6 separate regions of the Mus musculus genome follow, and regions 2, 3, 4, 5 and 6 are each linked to region 1. The links are chromatin contacts, called in public Hi-C, promoter capture Hi-C and targeted proximity ligation maps. All regions are on one chromosome and are shown on one strand. The core of a region is the stretch at or near the end of the contact, and the rest is flanking DNA. Distances in the headings are between cores, read along the strand shown.

The links. Promoter capture Hi-C pulls out the DNA fragments that hold promoters and counts their contacts. A called contact is a pair of places that touch in the nucleus more often than the background predicts.
Region 2: a targeted proximity ligation map of pancreatic cancer cells shows a contact between it and region 1. A contact is called at or near these places in 1 of 39 promoter capture datasets (erythroid cells) and 1 of 130 datasets of targeted methods (pancreatic cancer cells).
Region 3: a contact with region 1 is called in a promoter capture Hi-C map of liver, with 2.7 times the contacts expected there. A contact is called at or near these places in 2 of 39 promoter capture datasets (cranial neural crest and liver).
Region 4: a contact with region 1 is called in a Hi-C map of B cells, with 8 read pairs. A contact is called at or near these places in 2 of 39 promoter capture datasets (liver and pre-B cells), 1 of 484 Hi-C or Micro-C datasets (B cells) and 2 of 9 other capture datasets (adipose tissue and liver).
Region 5: a contact with region 1 is called in a promoter capture Hi-C map of erythroid cells, with 4 times the contacts expected there. A contact is called at or near these places in 4 of 39 promoter capture datasets (cranial neural crest, erythroid cells and liver), 1 of 130 datasets of targeted methods (pancreatic cancer cells) and 1 of 9 other capture datasets (liver).
Region 6: a contact with region 1 is called in a promoter capture Hi-C map of liver, with 4 times the contacts expected there. A contact is called at or near these places in 2 of 39 promoter capture datasets (liver and pre-B cells).

What each region holds. Positions count from the first base shown.
Region 1 is chr19:5,271,739-5,274,589 of GRCm38.p6, forward strand. It overlaps Pacs1 (phosphofurin acidic cluster sorting protein 1), which reads right to left and starts at 1,381. Exons shown (of 24, transcript NM_153129.3): 1 at 801-1,381. The coding sequence starts at 1,150. It overlaps Sf3b2 (splicing factor 3b, subunit 2), which reads right to left. Exons shown (of 21, transcript NM_030109.2): 21 at 2,183-2,789. The coding sequence ends at 2,718.
Region 2 is chr19:7,204,843-7,207,693 of GRCm38.p6, forward strand. It overlaps Otub1 (OTU domain, ubiquitin aldehyde binding 1), which reads right to left and starts at 1,442. Exons shown (of 7, transcript NM_134150.2): 1 at 1,360-1,442. The coding sequence starts at 1,417.
Region 3 is chr19:6,908,353-6,911,203 of GRCm38.p6, forward strand. Trmt112 (tRNA methyltransferase 11-2) reads left to right here and starts at 1,346. Exons shown (of 4, transcript NM_001166370.1): 1 at 1,346-1,910; 2 at 2,011-2,112; 3 at 2,232-2,321; 4 at 2,400-2,676. The coding sequence starts at 1,833. The coding sequence ends at 2,507. It overlaps Prdx5 (peroxiredoxin 5), which reads right to left and starts at 1,754. Exons shown (of 6, transcript NM_012021.3): 1 at 1,107-1,754. The coding sequence starts at 1,265. It overlaps Esrra (estrogen related receptor, alpha), which reads right to left. Exons shown (of 7, transcript NM_007953.2): 7 at 2,625-2,851.
Region 4 is chr19:6,417,345-6,420,195 of GRCm38.p6, forward strand. It overlaps Nrxn2 (neurexin II), which reads left to right and starts at 1,412. Exons shown (of 23, transcript NM_001205234.2): 1 at 1,412-1,628. It overlaps Gm14965 (a long non-coding RNA gene), which reads right to left and starts at 1,418. Exons shown (of 3, transcript XR_879495.2): 1 at 1,147-1,418; 2 at 133-316.
Region 5 is chr19:6,333,610-6,336,460 of GRCm38.p6, forward strand. Men1 (multiple endocrine neoplasia 1) reads left to right here and starts at 1,404. Exons shown (of 10, transcript NM_001168489.1): 1 at 1,404-1,473; 2 at 1,836-2,296. The coding sequence starts at 1,852.
Region 6 is chr19:6,304,982-6,307,832 of GRCm38.p6, forward strand. It overlaps Cdc42bpg (CDC42 binding protein kinase gamma (DMPK-like)), which reads left to right and starts at 1,476. Exons shown (of 37, transcript NM_001033342.1): 1 at 1,476-1,894. The coding sequence starts at 1,735. Gm52380 (a long non-coding RNA gene) reads right to left here and starts at 1,565. Exons shown (of 3, transcript XR_003952842.1): 1 at 1,483-1,565; 2 at 654-731.

The DNA.
Region 1 (2,851 bases), core at 131-2,630:
TTAGCATAGGGTCAATCCAACACACTGTCCCCAAAGAAGTATATACAACAACTGCTTTGCCATAGAGAAACAAGCATAATTTTTTGATGCAAGTTTTCAGATAGTTCCAATGGACAGAAAAATGGGTTGAATTTAGGAACAAGGCAGTCATTTTACAGAGCTCATAGGAACCTGGAGACTCTGTGACCAGTATCTAGTGGAGGAGGAAATGAAAACTTGCATTTAAGAACACATTCAACTGATGTCCAAACTAAGAGCACAGAGTACCCAGAGAATGTGTGTAGCATGAAGAACATATGAATGTATGTACTGAACCCCCAAGTGTTAACCAGCTTTACCTGCAACAGGTGACAAATGAATTTGGCACATGCTAAGTACGTTGGGAAAGAACTATATCAAAGCCATCTTTACCACATCTGTGTAACATTAACATATGTACAGCCCACGGGCGCCAGTGAGGCAGGAAGAAGAGTGACTTACTGACCGTAAGGAAGGCCAGATTCGGTCAGACCCAGCCAAGGAAGGCCACTGGGCTGGGTCCCCGAGGCCACCATTGCTCCAGGAGGACAGGAGGGTGGTTCGAGCCAAGGCGGAAGGTGGGACTGCTGGAGAGGGCAGGCCCACACAACAGTCTTGGAAGGCCCAGGAGAAGACAGCCCCCACCCCCCAAAGCCAAGATGAGCTAGGAGTGGAGGACGTACCCTCCACTCGCCCCGGAGAGATGGGGAGGCGGGGCCTGTCACAGAGCCAGCCTGGCGGTCCCCTAGGCCAACACCTTTTCCCAGCCGCCCGTTGCTCACCTGGGCACGCAGCTGGATGAGCTCCGGTCCACCTCCCAGGTAGCATACAAATTCATCTGCACTGGGGCGGGGGTGCGGCCTGGTCCTGGACCGCCCGGAGGCGCAGAGCCCGAGGCCACCGCGACGGCCATGGAGGTGGAGGTGGAGGAGGACGAGGAGGAGGCGGCCGCAGCCGAGGTGGACGAGGAGGACGAGGTGGCCTGGGCCAGCTTGGGGGGCGTCGGCTGTTGAGGCTGCGGCGGCTGCTGCTGCGGCTGCTGCTGCGGGGACTGGGCGACCCCAGAGCCCCGCTGACTGCTGCCGCCCCCGGAGCCTCCGGGACCACCGCCCGCCCCTCCGCGTTCCGCCATGGCCTGGCCAGGGGAGGAAGGGGCGCGGGGCTTACGCAGACTGAGGGCACGCGAGCGACTCTCAGGCTTCCCCCCGCGGCGGCAGCGGCTCAGCGCGTCTCCTCAGAACGCCCGGCGGAGCGCGAGCCACCAGCGAATCTGCACGCACGCGCGGGCTTTCGCTGCGCGCGGTCCTCGCGCTCGCCCGCCGCCGCCTGTTGCGGCCCGCGAGGCCCAGACACTGGGTGGGCGTGTCCGAAAGGGGCGGGGAGCCGCGGCCCCACCCAGACCGGCGCCGAGGGGCGGGGCCAGACTCGCGCTCGGCCCCGCGGCCCCCGGGAAGGGGCTACAGCCCGCGCGCTCTCGCGGCGCGGCCCTGGAGTCCCTAGCAGGCCTCGGCGTGCAGGCTCCGCGCCCCTCCTCCCTCCGCCCTCCTCGGGCGGCTGCTACCCCGCCAGCGGAAACCCGGGTTTTCCGGGGCGCGGTCCCGGACCGGAGAAGACTGTACGAGAGCGCGCTCAGCCCCTGGGATCTGCAGTACACGTAGTTCTGGTCACGCGTTGCATGGAAATCGGATAGCCCGCTGTGGCGACCCCTTCTGTGGTTATTTCGCCCACTTCTGCAAAAGAAGCAGTAGGTAGAGATCCAGGGGCCGGCCACCACCTAAGGAGCTTAAGTTCCAGCTTGACTGTGGGCAGGAGCCAGTTGAGCTAAGGTTGTCTAGGTCCAACAGCCTTTCTTGGTACAGCGCCCCCGACACAGCCTTCTTTACAAAAGTCCCAGAGTGCCTCGGTGCTTTCTCAATTTCTAGAATTCTATTTCTCTCAAGGCCTGATCAGCTGCCATCCCCACACACCCCCACCCTACCTAGAGCTCTTGCACTCTCCTACACCCACACCTTCTCCCCAGTACTTGAGCAAATGTTATGGAATCCTGTGCTCCAACCTAGTCTAGTTTTTCAAAAAACTTCTCAGAACTCAGTGACGAAGACAAAACAAGCCCTTCAAACCCACCCACCCACCAACACACACACACACTAGTAAATCCAAGTAGTTAGCCAGTACTCTGGAACAATTGAGATTTTATTTAGAGACAGATGTTCTCCAATAGGTAAGAAATCGGCCTTTCTGCCACAAGGTCAATGAGGAAGGCCTGACCTGGCCTACTTCCCTAGCCTACAGTTACTTCCCAGCCTAGCCACGGTGCTAAGCTGGCTATTTTTATTCCCCACGGACAAAGCAGTAAGGTCAGACCAGACCCAAAGGTACCTTCAGCAGAGCCTTCACACACAGGAGGGGTAGGGATAGTGAACTACCCACAAGTTCAGTTCAGAACTACAGTCCCATAGTCCTATGGGCCATCTGTGATTACAGGCAAGAAGTAGATGCTTTTGCAGAAGCTAAAAGAGAGAGAGGTTCAAGAGCGCCTGTATTCATCCTTCCTTGGGAAACAGCTTTATTTACAAAACAAGTCTAAAATAAGAACAGGAAGTGACGAGCCTAGGGAGTCCAGATCTAGCTTTAGGGAGCCACAGAGAAAGCCCAGACATACAAAGAGCCTAAAGGCAGGCCAGCTATGCGAGCAGGACCTAAAATTTGAACTCCTTGTATTTCTTGCTGCCCCCACGGCTGTCCTGGGGCTGAGCTTTCCGTTTCTTTTGCTGTAGGAGAGAGAGAGAGAGAAGTTACAATAGGTTAGACAACCCCAGACAGGAGGCAGCCT
Region 2 (2,851 bases), core at 192-2,691, 1.9 Mb after region 1:
AAGATATATTTGTCCTGCAGGTGTGAAGCCCTAGCAACCTCAAGAAATAAGTAAATATAAATATAAATAAATAAGTAAAATGACAAGTAAAGATCACCCCCAAAGCTCTCTTGCAGCCCCGATATTCCTTCCTCCCTGCCTTCTAAAAGCACTGTGTAGCATCTAGGGAATGCTCTGGGGAAGGGAGCTCTGGGAGAAAGCAGGATGAAGGGGTGGAGCCCTAGGAAGAATGAGTGCATCCTGTAAGCATGCACTTTACTGAGACACGCCCTTTGTCCTTCTGTGGTCCCCTGTATTGTTCATTTTCCAAATTAAAAAACAAAAAACAAAAACCAGAGGTAACTCCATCTTGTCCAAGGTCAAGTCCACATTTGTAAAATTCCAGTCTGAGCTCTTGGACATGTCACTTGCCAAAGTCCTCTCCCCTCACCTCTAGAATGGATTAATGCCATCACCTTGCTCCCATCATCAAAATATGCTGGGATCCTGCCAGCAGCAACTACTACCTAAGCACTCTCTAGAGTCATCCACGGATTCGGGACGTTCGTTCTGAGGACTCTAAGCAGCTATTGTAGGAGTTTCTAGTCTTGGATCCTTCTTAGATGTGATGGAGAACAATTTCTTTCTGCGTATCTGGGTTTCCTAGTCCTCAACCTCTAGAATATAGTGTGGAGTTAGAGTAGGGTGTGCGAGTATGACTGGCTTTTTAAAGCCAATCCTTTGGGGCCTGGTTATCCTAGGTTCTCAGCTGAGCTTCCCACCATGTCCTACAACAGGACTGTCCCTCCCACTCAACAGACTTACTCAACCCCTAGAGCTCAAGTTCTCGGGAGACAGGGAGAAGGTGTGACTGGTTTCTGTCTTTTTTTAAAGACCAAGAATCTAGGAAAACAATGCCTGGATCCGCTCAAAGGTGCTGTAAGGCCAGCACAAGCTCTAAGGCAAAGAGCCGCCAATGGCATCCCGAACGGCCCAGCAGGGACTTCGTCCTTGGAAGCCCGGCGTTCCTCAACGCCTTTCAGCAGCTCGGCCCCGGCCTAGGCCTCGGCTTGACTGCTAGGTCTCCGGCGGGCTGACTGTGGGAGCCGGCCGAGGCCACGGGACCGGCGGAGGCGGGGCGGCCCAGGCCCCGCCCCAGGCGTGCGCGAGAGGCCGAGCCCCGGCCCCGGCCGCCCCGCCCGGCCGGGGGTCGCCGCGGCCCTGCTTCCATTGTGAGGGGGAGGGGAGGAGACGCGGGGAAGGGCTCGGTCGCACGCTGCGCCTACTCCCCAGGGCCCTGACTCCCCGAGTTCCTCGGGAACGGCGGGCCGTGGATTGCCCCCGCTAGCCCGGGAAGGACATCCTTCCCTCCGTTCGTACCTTCGGAGTCGCTACCCAGTGGCTCCTGCTTCTGCTGCTGAGGTTCCTCCGCCGCCATCTTTAAACAGCGCCGCACTGGCGATCGCTTCCGGGTTATTAATTGCCCTCCTCCCGGAAGGGAGCCCCTCCTTGTGGCCCCTCCTTCGCAACGCCCCTAGCAACAGGCTCCCTTTGGCAGTCGTCAGGGCCTGGGCTGCTCCTGCTGCCCTGGAGAGCTTGGGGGGACGCCACGCGCGCTTCCACATTCCACTTTCCCAAAGGTCCTGCGGGGCTAAGGACCTCCTCGAGTCATTTCTGTTTTCTGTATACTGAAGTTTGAAACGCAGGTTGTGTAACTAAGATAAGGAACAAGATGGAATTAAAGTCACTAGAAGGTTAATCCCAGCTGCGCGTACTTTCAAGGTACAGGACGGTAGCTGCAGTGCGGAGCGCAGAGCCACCTCGAGACAGGAAGTGGTGACAACCTCCTGACGCCCTTCGGAGCCTTCGCGGCCTCTCGCCTCTCACCACTGAGCCTGTTCTCTAAAGCTGTAAAGACCTGTTTCCAGCACGGGGAGCATCTTCCCTTGATACCAAAACCAAAACCCTCGACCTAACTTTAGGCTATATGTCCTCGTATTTGAGAAAGCAGAGCCACTTAAAAGCAAGAATTTGAGTCCATAATCCGAACATGTGAAAGGTGGAGAAAGAATGGAGGATCCGGCGTTCAAGGTAATCGTGGAGTTTCAGGCAAGGCTTGGCTACAAGAGACCCTGTCTCAAACAGACCAGACCAAACCAAACAAAACCTGAGCCAAAAAGTGGCCATCTTTGCTAATTTTTGCCGAAGCTACCCATTTTCTTTGAGTTATGTCTCCATTCTGAGAAATGGACATTCCCATTTGCAGGCCCTGTGTACCCTGAAAAGCAAACACCAGAGCGTTTGCAGGAAAAGGCATTTACTTCTTGGTAGCCTGGCTATAGCCATCACTGAGCCACACAGATTCCTTTTACCCTCCAGAATATCAGTTCTCTGTCCTTACTAGTCCCAACTCCAGCTCCTGTATGGTCGGTCTACCAGTCCAGGTAACTGGAGGCCAGGGTGGAAAGCACTCTTAAAGATTTAGAAAAATCAGGCCGGGCTGTGGTGACCCATGTCTTTAATCCCAGCACTTGGGAGGCAGAGGCAGGAGGATTTCTGAGTTCGAGGCCAGCCTGGTCTACAGAGTGAGCTCCAGGACAGCCAGGGCTACACAGAGAAACCCTGTCTTGAAAAACCAAAAAAATTTTAGAAAAATCAAGTACAGACTAGGCATGGTAATTCCAGCACTAGGGAGGCATGTGGATCTCTGAGTAGAGGTCAGCCTGGTCTACACAGTGAGTTTCAGACTCACAGACTACATAGAGAAACCCTGTATCAAAATAAATAAATAAATAAAAACAAAAGGGGGGATTGCTATACAAAGAAACCCTGTTCAAAAAACAACAAAAACAGAAAAAATAAAAGGGGGGAA
Region 3 (2,851 bases), core at 96-2,595, 1.6 Mb after region 1:
TGCAATACTGTATAAACAAGCCACCCAAGATGGGTCAATGCACAGAGGAGGGGTACAGAGGGCTATGTTTGGGGTTGAGAAACCGCCTGGTAACAGGCAGGAAGAAAAATCCTATCCACACACCAGGAGAAACACTTTGGAAAACCAGGTTAGCTATGTAAGCCAAAATGTTCAGGATGTAGGCTCTTGGGGTCGGTGGGAAGTGTCAGCCCACCTGGGGGCTTTCAGAGCCACAAGAGGAAAGGAAGGCTGAGGTGGGTAGGTAAAGGTGCCCACCACCAAGCCTGGTCAACTGAGCTCTAGCCCCACAAGCGACATGGTAGATAGAACTGACTCCTGAGAAAATTGTCCTCTGACCACCACACTCACATGCCTGTTACCAAACACACACACTAAGTACATGTTTAAAAGTTTTTCTTTTTTCTTCTTTTTATAAAGGGCCTTTAATCCTAACATTCGGGACGCAGAGTCAGACAGATCTCTAGGAGTTTGAGGCCAGTCTGGTCTACACACCAAGTTCCTGGCCAGCCAAGACTATATAGTAAGTCAACCTCTGTCTCTGTGTGCCCCCCCCCTTCCTTCCCTCCCTCCATCCCTCCCTTCCTCTCTCCCTCCCTCTCTCTTTCTCTAAAAATTAAGTCCAAAAACAGGAGAGGGGATAGGTTCAAGAATTCCCAGAAAGATCAAACAGAAGGGCGGGATCGGGGTGAGCATACATAGAGTGGAAACAGAAGTGGAAAAGATCAACCCAGGTCCCCAAGGGACCATGGCTCTTTCAAAAGATGAGATGAAATGGAGTTTAGTACAATCACAAAAGTGCTGGGGCTTTGGGGAAAGGGTTGGAAAAGCTGCCAAGCGGCAAAAGAGGCATTTTAAGAATGTGGGAAATGACATAGCATTCGGTCGCTTGAAAATGGTGGGGACTTGTCCCTGGACGTGGCATAGATGTGAGAGGGCAGCTCAAGAAATGTCCCAGGACGGAGAAGCAGAGACAGGGTCTTACAAAAAACATGACAAGAAGAAACGTCAAGGAGGACAGCCCGAGACCCCGCGTGGAACCCAAAGAGACGCGATAGGCTGGACCCAGGAAAGGTAAAACCGGTCACCTTGATCGGGGCCATGGTCACCGCGGAGCTGCTGAAGCTGCGGGCTCCGCCACACTCCCAACCTGCTTCTTTCCGGCCTGCTCTGCCTGCCAAGCACGTCGATGCACGGAGCACAGAACTGGCTTTGCAGCCCAGGACTCGAAGCCCCAGCTGTAGCATACCCGCCCCGCTGCCGCAGCCCACCCGCAGATGGCTCTGCCCACAGGAGGTGGATGCAGGGACAGCTCCGCCCACGCCGCACGTCCCACGTCGCAGCCACAGCGCCGGCTTAGAGGGGCAGGGCCGTGACGCACTACGACGCGGCGGGGCTCTCAGGGCTCGCACACCTTCTTCAATCGCAGAAAGAGGTGCCTGGTTTACCGACGTGACAGTTCGTGACCCATAGCCGCAAACAGAGGTCGGGGATGATCTGGCTGAGCCTCAAATGTGTTCGTTTTACCTGCGCCGTAACGCAGCCGGTTTACACGTGACTTGCATAGTGTGTACTCTCTTCAGCGAGCGGGATTCGGCGTAAGCCTTTGCAGTCTCCCCGAGAAACGCTTCCGGTACCAGGACGTGACCCAACACAGTCCTTCCGATCTCGGCTGCCGCCAAGCCCCCCAAAAGGTCCCCTAAGTCGGCCACTTCCGGTCCGGCGAAGAGTTCAACGGCTTCAAAGCGGAAGTGGTAGAAAGGAGAAGTGTGGACTCCTTCCGGTTCCGGCCTCACGCGCTCCGCTGTGACAACATGAAACTGCTCACCCACAATCTCCTAAGCTCCCATGTGCGGGGCGTGGGCACGCGTGGCTTCCCGCTGCGCCTGCAGGTAACTGCACAAGGGTTCATCGCCCATATAGTTCAGGGTGGAGCCTCCGGGACCCGGACCTACCTCGCTAAACCTTTTTACCGCCCCCCCCCCCCCGCAGGCCACTGAGGTCCGCATCAACCCCGTGGAGTTCAACCCGGAGTTCGTGGCGCGGATGATCCCCAAAGTGGAGTGGGCGGCGCTTGTGCAGGCAGCGGACACCGTAAGGACCCCGCCCCTTCTGTCGCCCCTTGGGGGCGGGCTCAGGCTCTGAGCCTCTTCCCTGCCCGGACGGCCTCGGTGTTCGTGTGCCCACTGACCACGTACGCTTCCTTTCCACAGTTAAACTTGGCCGAGGTACCCAAAGAGCCGACTGAAGGCTATGAGCACGACGAGACATTTTTGAGGAAGATGCACCACGTGTTGCTTGAGGTGAGAATCCTTGGGCATCGCCTGCCCAGACCTCCCACTGAGGCTACCGGTGCTTAGCTTTGTCCTGCTCCCCTGCAGGTTGATGTACTGGAGGGCACCCTGCAATGCCCAGAATCTGGTCGTCTTTTCCCCATCAGCCGCGGGATCCCCAATATGCTGTTGAATGATGAGGAGACTGAGACGTAACCTTGCTAGCCGCCACTTTGGTATTTTGTTGACTGTGTGTTTCTGTTGTACGGTCTGTTAAATAGACGTGTCATGTGTGACCCCCAAACTCCCCCCAGTGACTCACCGACCACCGTGTACTTGAGCTCCATAGTATATTTTTTTTCTCATTAAAGGTTCAAAACCAAAAGCGGTTTCTCTTTGCAGCAAATATACATTAAAATAGAGTCTCTGTACAGCCAAGGGCTCTGGGCCCTGGCTTGCCCCATGGCCCTGCGCCTCCCTGGCCAAACCCAAAAATAAATATAGTGTTATTGCTCTGCAGGGCATAGAGGCAGTGCTGTCCCCCACCCCTTGAGGTGGGA
Region 4 (2,851 bases), core at 162-2,661, 1.1 Mb after region 1:
GGAGACTCCATGGGCAGGTCCCCTGTGAGTCACTTGGGTGTGTGTTTGCCCTTGAGTGTGCAGGTACCTGTGTATGCACAAGTATGCAGGTTATGGATCGAGTGTGTCCCCCCACCCCCCGTGGTGACTTACCATGGTGGGGCATCTCTGCAGTGTCCCTTTGTGTTTCTTGGAAACGCTGGGCACACATGAATAGGTGTGCATGGCTGTGTGCCCCCATGTGTATCTGCATACATTAGTGGTTGGACGTGTGTTCTTGCATATTGCCTCTGGCTAAGGAAATGCCAACTGCTACCAGCTGTGCAGATCACAGGCCCTGTAACAGAAATCAGGGGCCTGGAGAGAACTGGCAAAATGGTCTGCCACACACCCACGGCCACACCCACGCCGGCACACTGTCTCATTGAGAAGCCTTGTGTCCAACTTAGGTAATGGTATACACACCTAGGCGCTGGATCTACCTTTTCTCGGTGGAGTAAATGAAGAGGGGTGTTCCTTCCTCACACTCTGACACAAACACGGCGATGCAGACATTCTTACTGCAGAAGACTTGCACGCCAGGACCACACTCTGAAACTCACAGCTAAGGGTAGGAGCTCGAAGGGAAGATTCTACTAGATTTGTATTCAGTAACAGGGAGTGGGTAGCTTCCACCCCACCACTAGCCTTTTCCTACCCCAGAAAAGCCTTCCACAGGGGTGGAAAGCTGGTTCCAAACTCTGGGATTCCCATGAGTCTGGGCTGGGAAACCCCACTGTCTCTAGCTTAGAATCTTGCCAACCTCCAAGCTTCGTCCTTATCTCAGAAAAGCCCCTAGCTCTTCAGTTCCGGAGGCTTCCAGCTAGAGGATACAGAGACAGTGATTGGTAGGGTCTCTGCGAGCGACTGGAAAAGCCACTAGCAGTCCTGGGGTGGGAGAGGCTTCCTTGGCTCCGGGTAGCCCAGGCCAGCCCCCCCAGACTCAGCCAGCAGAGGGCGCTGTGGCCAAGGCCCTGCTCGGGTCCTGCTCTCTCGGTGCCTCAAGTCGGGGTTCAGTCCTCTCCTTTGGTTTGTCCCAGCCCTGGGCACTATCTTCGGGACCCGCCGGCAGGGGCGGGTGGGTGTGGGATCCAACAACCCAACCAAAGGTAGAAGGGGCTAGGGTACCTGGATTCCCAAGACCCCGAGCCTGGGGAGAGCACCTGCTGGGTTAAGAGGCCTGGACGTCCGGGCAAAGGTCCAGAGAGGTGGGAAAGGGCTCGGATGCCCTGGGGCCGGGACGCCTGGGTCCTCGCGGAGGAGGGAGGCGGGTCATGGAGCCGCGGGACTGGCGGCTTCTGCATCTTCGCATTGGCTGTGCCACTCGTCCGTCAGTGTTGCGTGGCCCAATGCGTGTGCTTGGGGGGCGGGTCCTGGTGCTGATGCTGCCGTCAGTCGGTGTTGCAGGGATGCGGCGGCGGGAGCAGCCGCCCTGACTCTCAGAGCATCCTCCTCGGAGCGGCACCGCGGCGGGGCGGGCGGGGACGCGGCGGGGACCAGGAGGCGCGAGGCAGCCGATATCGCTGGCCCAGGATCTGTTACCTGCCGTAGACCCAGCGGTCTCTAGGCTCGGATCCCTACCCTTCAGCTCCTGGCGCCCCCAAAACCAGGTATGGGGGGGGGGCTGCGGCGGAGACGGGTGGGGGGCGGGAGCCAATCGGGGGAGGGGAGCGGGTCGGAGGGGGCGGCGGATGCAGAAAGGACGGATTGGGGGGCGGGGGCGCCGAGCAGAGAGGGCTGGCTGGGTGACAGCGAGGAGGCGAAGCCGCTGGGGGAGGTTGGGGGACTCCCTGTGGAAGGGGCATTGGCCCTGAGCTGGGGCGAATGCAAGGTGGTGAGGGAGGGTCGATGGGGGAAGGGGGTCTGAAGGAGGGGCATCCATAGGGCTGTGAGAAGGGCTCTGAAATAGGGGTGGGGGGAGGTCCCAGTCTATGCTGGTCCTGGCAGCTGGAAGCAGTGATGGACCAGAGAAGCTGCGAGCTGTTGTGGTCTGAAGGGTCTGCAGGGGAGAAACACTGGTCTTAGTGGGAGAGGAGGCAGGCTGGAGAGAGGTTTGGGAAGTGGAGAGGGAGGTCTGGGGGCAACCACTGAAGAAAAGACTACTGGGGGATGGGAGCCAAGGGGAGAGGAGGTTATCAGGAGGGAGCAGAGGGGAAGATGCCAGGATGCTCTAGGCATAGATGAGTCTGTGACGGGGAAGAGCTGGACAAGATGGGGGGCCTGAGGGAGAGGAGAGAAGCTTGCTGGGGAGAGCTGGGGGGTGACAGAGAGGGAAACCGGTCGAAGGAGGCTCTGCTTGGCTGAGAATATACTTGAGGGCAGCGGTGGGGCTCTGGTCACAGAGTACTGGAAGGGTAGAGGAGTCTTCTGAGCCCTGGGCTTATCCCTCCACCTCAAAGAGGTGGGAACCATTTCTCATGCTCCAGCCTTCTCCCCCAGAGGGAGGAGCAGTCTGCCTGGGTTCTTTGGGATGGGGGTATGACCACAAGGACCCTGGGTGGGCTCCTGGAGGTGAAATTGGATTTGTGGGGGTTATTGGGCTGTTCCAGTTGCCTTTGCCGTCACCCCCTCTTGAGGCATCCAGGGCCTTAATGAACCGGCAGGGATGGGAGGGGTAGTTCCTTGGTGCTCCACAGCGAAAGGGTGCCCAGCTCCACAGTGCTCAAGAAAATCTGAGGGGGTGGGTCTTGGGTCTCCAGCCCCCTTGACTACTTCCGGCTTTCAAACACCCTCGTTCTTTGCACATATTGTGGGTGGGTGGGGTAGACAAGGACCTTCTAGTCATTCCTGCCCCTCCCTCTCGTCCACCTTCTCAGTGTCTGGGCGTTCCTTC
Region 5 (2,851 bases), core at 154-2,653, 1.1 Mb after region 1:
AAAGGAAGAGGTTCTGCTTGTATATGTGTGTGGTGTCTTTACACCTGTGTAAGGAGCTGCTCAGATGTGGAAAACAGAAAGATCACATATCCTTCTTTATGACTCTCTCTGTCTTCTTCCCTTTACACAGGCTCTCTCTCTGAACCTGCAGCTAGGTCGTTAGGCAGGAAGTCCCAAGACCCTCCTCCCTTTAACCCCCACACTGACCCCATTCCCCATCCATGCCCTATAATGCTAGGATTCCAAACGTATAAGTGAATTCTGGGTATTTGAACTCAGGTCCTCCTACTGGTACAACAAAAGGCTCTCAGCTGCTACATCATCTCCTCAGCTTCATCTATTGAGGTCTTGGTCTCAGACAAAAAGACTTCGTTTTGGAAACAGGGTCATTACAGACTTCGTGAATTAAGATGAGGTCATGAAGCCTTGTGGGAGGGGTGGTGCCATGTGGACTGGTGGTGAACATCTATAATCCCAGCATGGTGGAGGCTGAGGCAGGAATATTGTGAGTCTGTGGCCAGTCTGAACTAAAAAGCAAGATCCTGTCTAAGGTAAAACTGACCTTGAACTTCCTGATTTTTTTTTTCTTTTCTTTCCTTAATTTTATTTTACCTATGTGTGTGCATAAGGTGCCTGCTTGGAGCCTGCAGAGGACAGCAGAGAACATTGGACCTCCTAAAGTGGGGCTAAAGACCCAGTTGTGAGCAAACATGTACATACTGGGAACGCAGGGTCCTGAGCCAGAGCCGCCAGGGCTCTTAACTCTGAGTCATCTCTGAAGTCCACCCTGAGTTCCTTGCCTCTAATTTCAAGGACTGGTATTGGATCATAGACCAGTCTTGCCTTGAGCTCACCAAAATCCTTCTGCCTCCGCCGTACTGTGTTCAGCCTTGCATTCTTTTTAGGTGTGGATGTTTCGTCTGCCTTTTTATGTGTGTGCACCAAGTCAAGCTTGGTGGAGGTCAGAGAAAAGCATGGGTCCTCTGGAAGTGGAGTTACAGATGGTGAGCCACAATGTGGGTGTGGGGACCTAAACTTGATCCCAGGTCCTTTGCAAAAGCAACAAGTGCTCTGAACAGCTGAACCAGGTCTCCAGCCTCCTTGTAGTGTTTTAGAGCAACAGTTTCCCTCACATCTTAAACTGGCCATAATACACACTGCAGGGGCGCTACTGCGCCTGAGTTTAATCCTAGGACTACAATCTCCCAGAAGTCACGGAGGAACTTCTTCTGGCGTGATCCTAGATGACCAATCGTTGAGGAGCTCAGCTTACCCGCCCTGGAGCAGCAGGACTACTTCTTCCATAAGCCATTGCGGGTTTGGCTGTCATTTTCAGATTTAGAGAGGGCCGGGTGAGCAAGGACTCCCCATTTCCCAGCAGGCAGTGCGGCCATAGGAGGCGCGGGACTTCATTTCCCAGCAGGCTTCAGGCGGCGGGCGCCGCGGTGCCTTGTGTGGGATGTAAGCGCGGAGGTGGGCGCGGGGGACCGAAGCCGGGACTCTCCTTGGGACTTGTGGGAGGCTGGTTTGGGTTTGCCTTCTGGACAGGCTCCAGAGGGCCGGGTAGAGATTGTAGGGACTGGAGGGGCGGCCTTTGAGGGTCCCCAATAGGTCTTTGGGAGCAGCCTCATCGGGGCTGGGGGTCCCGGAATTGTAAGGAACTAGAAGGCCCTATATAGCCTTGGTTGAAGGGTCTCAGAAACCGAGCCGCCGCCCGTGAGCACAGGACGAAGCGGCTGGCGAAGCAGAATTGTGGCGGAGGGTAGAGCCTTAGCCGAGCCTGGGAGGGGGCTCTCTCGCCGAGCCCGACCCTCCCTCCCTCGGCTCGCCCGCAGGCCACCGCCCGCCGCCATGGGGCTGAAGGCCGCCCAGAAGACGCTGTTCCCTCTGCGCTCTATCGACGACGTGGTGCGCCTGTTTGCTGCAGAGCTGGGCCGAGAGGAGCCTGACCTGGTGCTCCTGTCCTTGGTCCTGGGCTTCGTGGAGCATTTCCTGGCTGTCAACCGTGTCATCCCCACCAACGTGCCGGAGCTCACCTTCCAGCCCAGCCCCGCACCCGACCCTCCTGGTGGCCTCACCTACTTCCCGGTGGCCGACCTATCCATCATTGCTGCCCTCTATGCCCGATTCACCGCTCAGATCCGCGGCGCTGTGGACCTCTCCCTCTATCCTCGAGAGGGAGGTGTTTCTAGTCGCGAACTGGTAAAAAAGGTCTCGGATGTCATATGGAACAGCCTCAGCCGCTCCTACTTCAAGGACCGGGCCCACATCCAGTCCCTCTTCAGCTTCATCACAGGTTGGAGTCAGACAGGTGGTCAGGAGAGCAAATGAGTGTTGTCTTACCTCTTCTCATGTCTGAACAATATGGCTTATAGCCCTTTTGAGACTTGTAAACCTTGTGTGGTGGGGCAGGTATTATTTCTCCTTCGCAGTTGTGGAAAGAGAATTCTGAAGAGGGGAATGTCAGAATGACAGGGCTGAGACTGGAACCTGGTCATTTGGTGCCAGCTTTTACTCCCCAGTCTTTCAACAGTCCCAGCCCTGCCATTGAATAGCCAGAGGGATCTGGCAGCCCAACATATGGGGAAAGAAGGTGGTAGCAGACTGGGGAGGTAGGACAAATGGGTGGGTACATTTGAGACAATTAAGATTATACCTTTGAAAATATTTTGAAAGGAAGCACGGGCTTGACTAAGGACAAAGTGCTTCAGCTCTCCGTGCAATGTACTGAGCAAGCATCTGAGGCCTCTTGTGAGCTTTGAGGAAAAAAGTGCAGAGATAAATCAGAACATGAAGAAGGGAGGGGTGGGGGTTCGTGGGGTCATGGGCTTGCTCTCCTTGACACAGTCTG
Region 6 (2,851 bases), core at 226-2,725, 1.0 Mb after region 1:
TGGCGCCTCCTTGTGGCTTCTGTGGGCCCCAGCCCTGCCCTGTGCTGAGGAGGTTCAGAATCCCTGAGAGAGCCAGTAGGCTCCATCAATTCACCCTGTAATCTAAGAACTAGGAAGTTGAAGCAGTACGCCTGGGAATTCTGGGTCATTCTTGACTACATAGTGTGTTCCAGATCAGCCTAGTTTATATGAGAGGATAAAAACAACACCAACAACAAAAACCGTAAATCCAAACTCCAGTCTGCCCTCCCTGACCCTCCCTTGGCAGTGCCATGGCATTGAATTTGAATCCTGAGTCTCTTTCCCAGCCTGATAGATCTGGAAAGAAATATATGCCTGTGTTTTCCCCATTTCAAATTGTGGACCTCATGGAGAAGGGGCTTCTGTAAAGATCAAATGAGAGACCTACAGTGGTTGGTTGGTTTTTTTTTTTTTTTTTTTTTGTTTTGTTTTTTTTTTACAGGGTTTCTCTGTATAGCCCTGGCTGTCCTGGAACTTACTCTGAAGACCAGGCTGGCCTGGATCCCAGAGATCTACCTGTTTTTGCCTCCCAAGTACTGGGATTAAAGGCGTGCACTCCCACACCACCACCCCAACATAACCCCTGTAATGTTTCTAGACCCCGTTAGATGGGATTTGGGTGTCCCACTCACTTTGCCCCTGCAAACATTCAGAATGCTTCCTCCCTCAACGCTGATGACTCGATCCTGTCAAGGTCTTCAGCTTGCAGTCTGGAAGGAGAGGCAAGCCCTCTAAGTAGGCCTTTAAACAAGTTGTTCAAAAGACACCAGAGCACCCTTCTCTTTGGTATCTGGCCTGTCACCATCAAGACCAACACAGATGGCCAGAAATAAAAAACCTCCCTGGACACAGCCAGCACCTCCACCTCCTTTGCCTCCATCAGCACATCTCAAACTTCTTGTGCCCTCCACGTTCCAGTTCAGGGCCTTGTTCCCGCCAAAGCCTTGAAAATCAGTCCCATCTAGGTCCACACGAGAATCTAGTTTCAGAGACCCCCTACCCTCAGCCTTCCAAAGCCGCAGTGTATTCATGCTAAATGAGTGTGCCCATCCTACCTCAACTACATGTCTCTGGGTTAGTTTTAAGGATTTAAAGGAGATCAGAAACTTTTGGGGGTAGATGGGTGTGTTGCCTTAGCGCCGCTTTCAAACCGAGGCCAGAGCGGACTACAACTCCCATCCGGCTTCAGGGCCGCAACCGTCCCTAGCCCCTCTGGCCTGGCTAAGGGACAGGCCGCTGGCCGGGTCCCGCGGGAAGTTGCGCTAGGCTCTGTCTAGGTTAGTGTCTCATGAGGGTCTAGGTGGCGCTGGGACTGGGGTGGCACCGTGATCAGAGGGGCCTTTTGCGACCCCAACGGACCCCCTCCAACCCCGCCCAGGAGTTACTTTTCGTGGCCCGCCCTCCCACTTCCTGGACGAGGGTCGGCCCCGCCCCCGCGCGCCTCCGCCTTCCCACCTTCACCTTCAGCCGCGGCTCCCATTGGCCGGCGCGCACCTGCCCGTCCGTCGGGGGCGGGCTTGGAGGGCGGGGCGGGCGACCAGGTGAAGGAGCGCGGGTGGCGACCGAGGAAGGTGACAGCGGGGAGGGCGGGAGGGAGGGGGGAAGCCGCGCAGAACGAGCCACGGGACCACAGACGGACCGCCGGGCGGACGGACGGACGGGGCATGCGGGCGGCCTGGCTCTAGCCCGGGTTTCGGGGCTCCAGCGGCAGCCATGGAGCAGCGGCTGCGTGCGCTGGAGCAGCTGGTACGGGGCGAAGCTGGTGGCAGCCCAGGGCTCGACGGCCTCCTGGATCTGCTGCTGGGGGTGCACCAAGAGCTCAGCAGCGCCCCCCTGCGCCGGGAGCGTAACGTGGCGCAGTTTCTGAGCTGGGGTGAGTGGTCCGGGCAACACCCGGGAAGGGAAGCTGGAGGGACGACAACACCTGGAGCTTTGTGCCCCCAGACCTTTTCCCGGGAGTGGCATATTCCTGAAACTTCCTCATTGTGCTGTATCTAACGCTTGCCGTTGGTCTCCACAGCCCGCTCGCTCACCTGCACCTTACTTCAAACTCCCAGAGACAGGTACATAAGGTACACTTCCCACATACCCTGCTACAGACCCCAGACATGTTGCCAATACACATCTTTCACAACGGTCACCTCATGCTCTACCTAGAACATACATTTAGGCGGACACCGTTTTGTGTGACATAAACATACAGACTTTCTCTATTTCCTCCGTTCTTCAAGAGGACGGGCACTTTGTTCTAGGACCCCTCTCACCTGTCACACACTCAAAAGTCCTCGTCCTTCACCTTGCAGACAAGTCTCCTTACTTCAATCCCTAGCCGGGACCAAGAACCAACCTCAACCCCTTTGGAGGATTTGGGGTCTTGTTAGAAGTGGTTTTATTTGATTCGTCTGAATCCTTGGGAATGGCTGACTTAGGGTGATCCTAAACCCAATGTGGGCACTGGACACATCTGGCCAGGCTTTGGTGAGGAGGGCATGGGAATTGGGCCTGAAACATGGGGTGTTTACCCTGTAGGCGATCAGAGTTCTTGGTGCTCCTGAGCTATGGGCAGACACAAGGCTAGGCCAAATATGGATGGGGGTCTACCAGCCAGTCCTGCCATTTCTTTCTGGGGTGAGAGCAGTTAGACGGCCCTGCCCCCGTTGCCTGCCTGTTTCTCTGTGACTCTTCTGTGTTTTACAAGTGTCTGATTTGTCATCACTCCCACATGACACCTGTACCTGGGTGTGTGCATGTGGCACATGTGTGTGTGTTTACACATATGTGTGTTTCTCCCTGCCTGCCTCTGGCACCTCTGCTTGGGACCCCAACACAG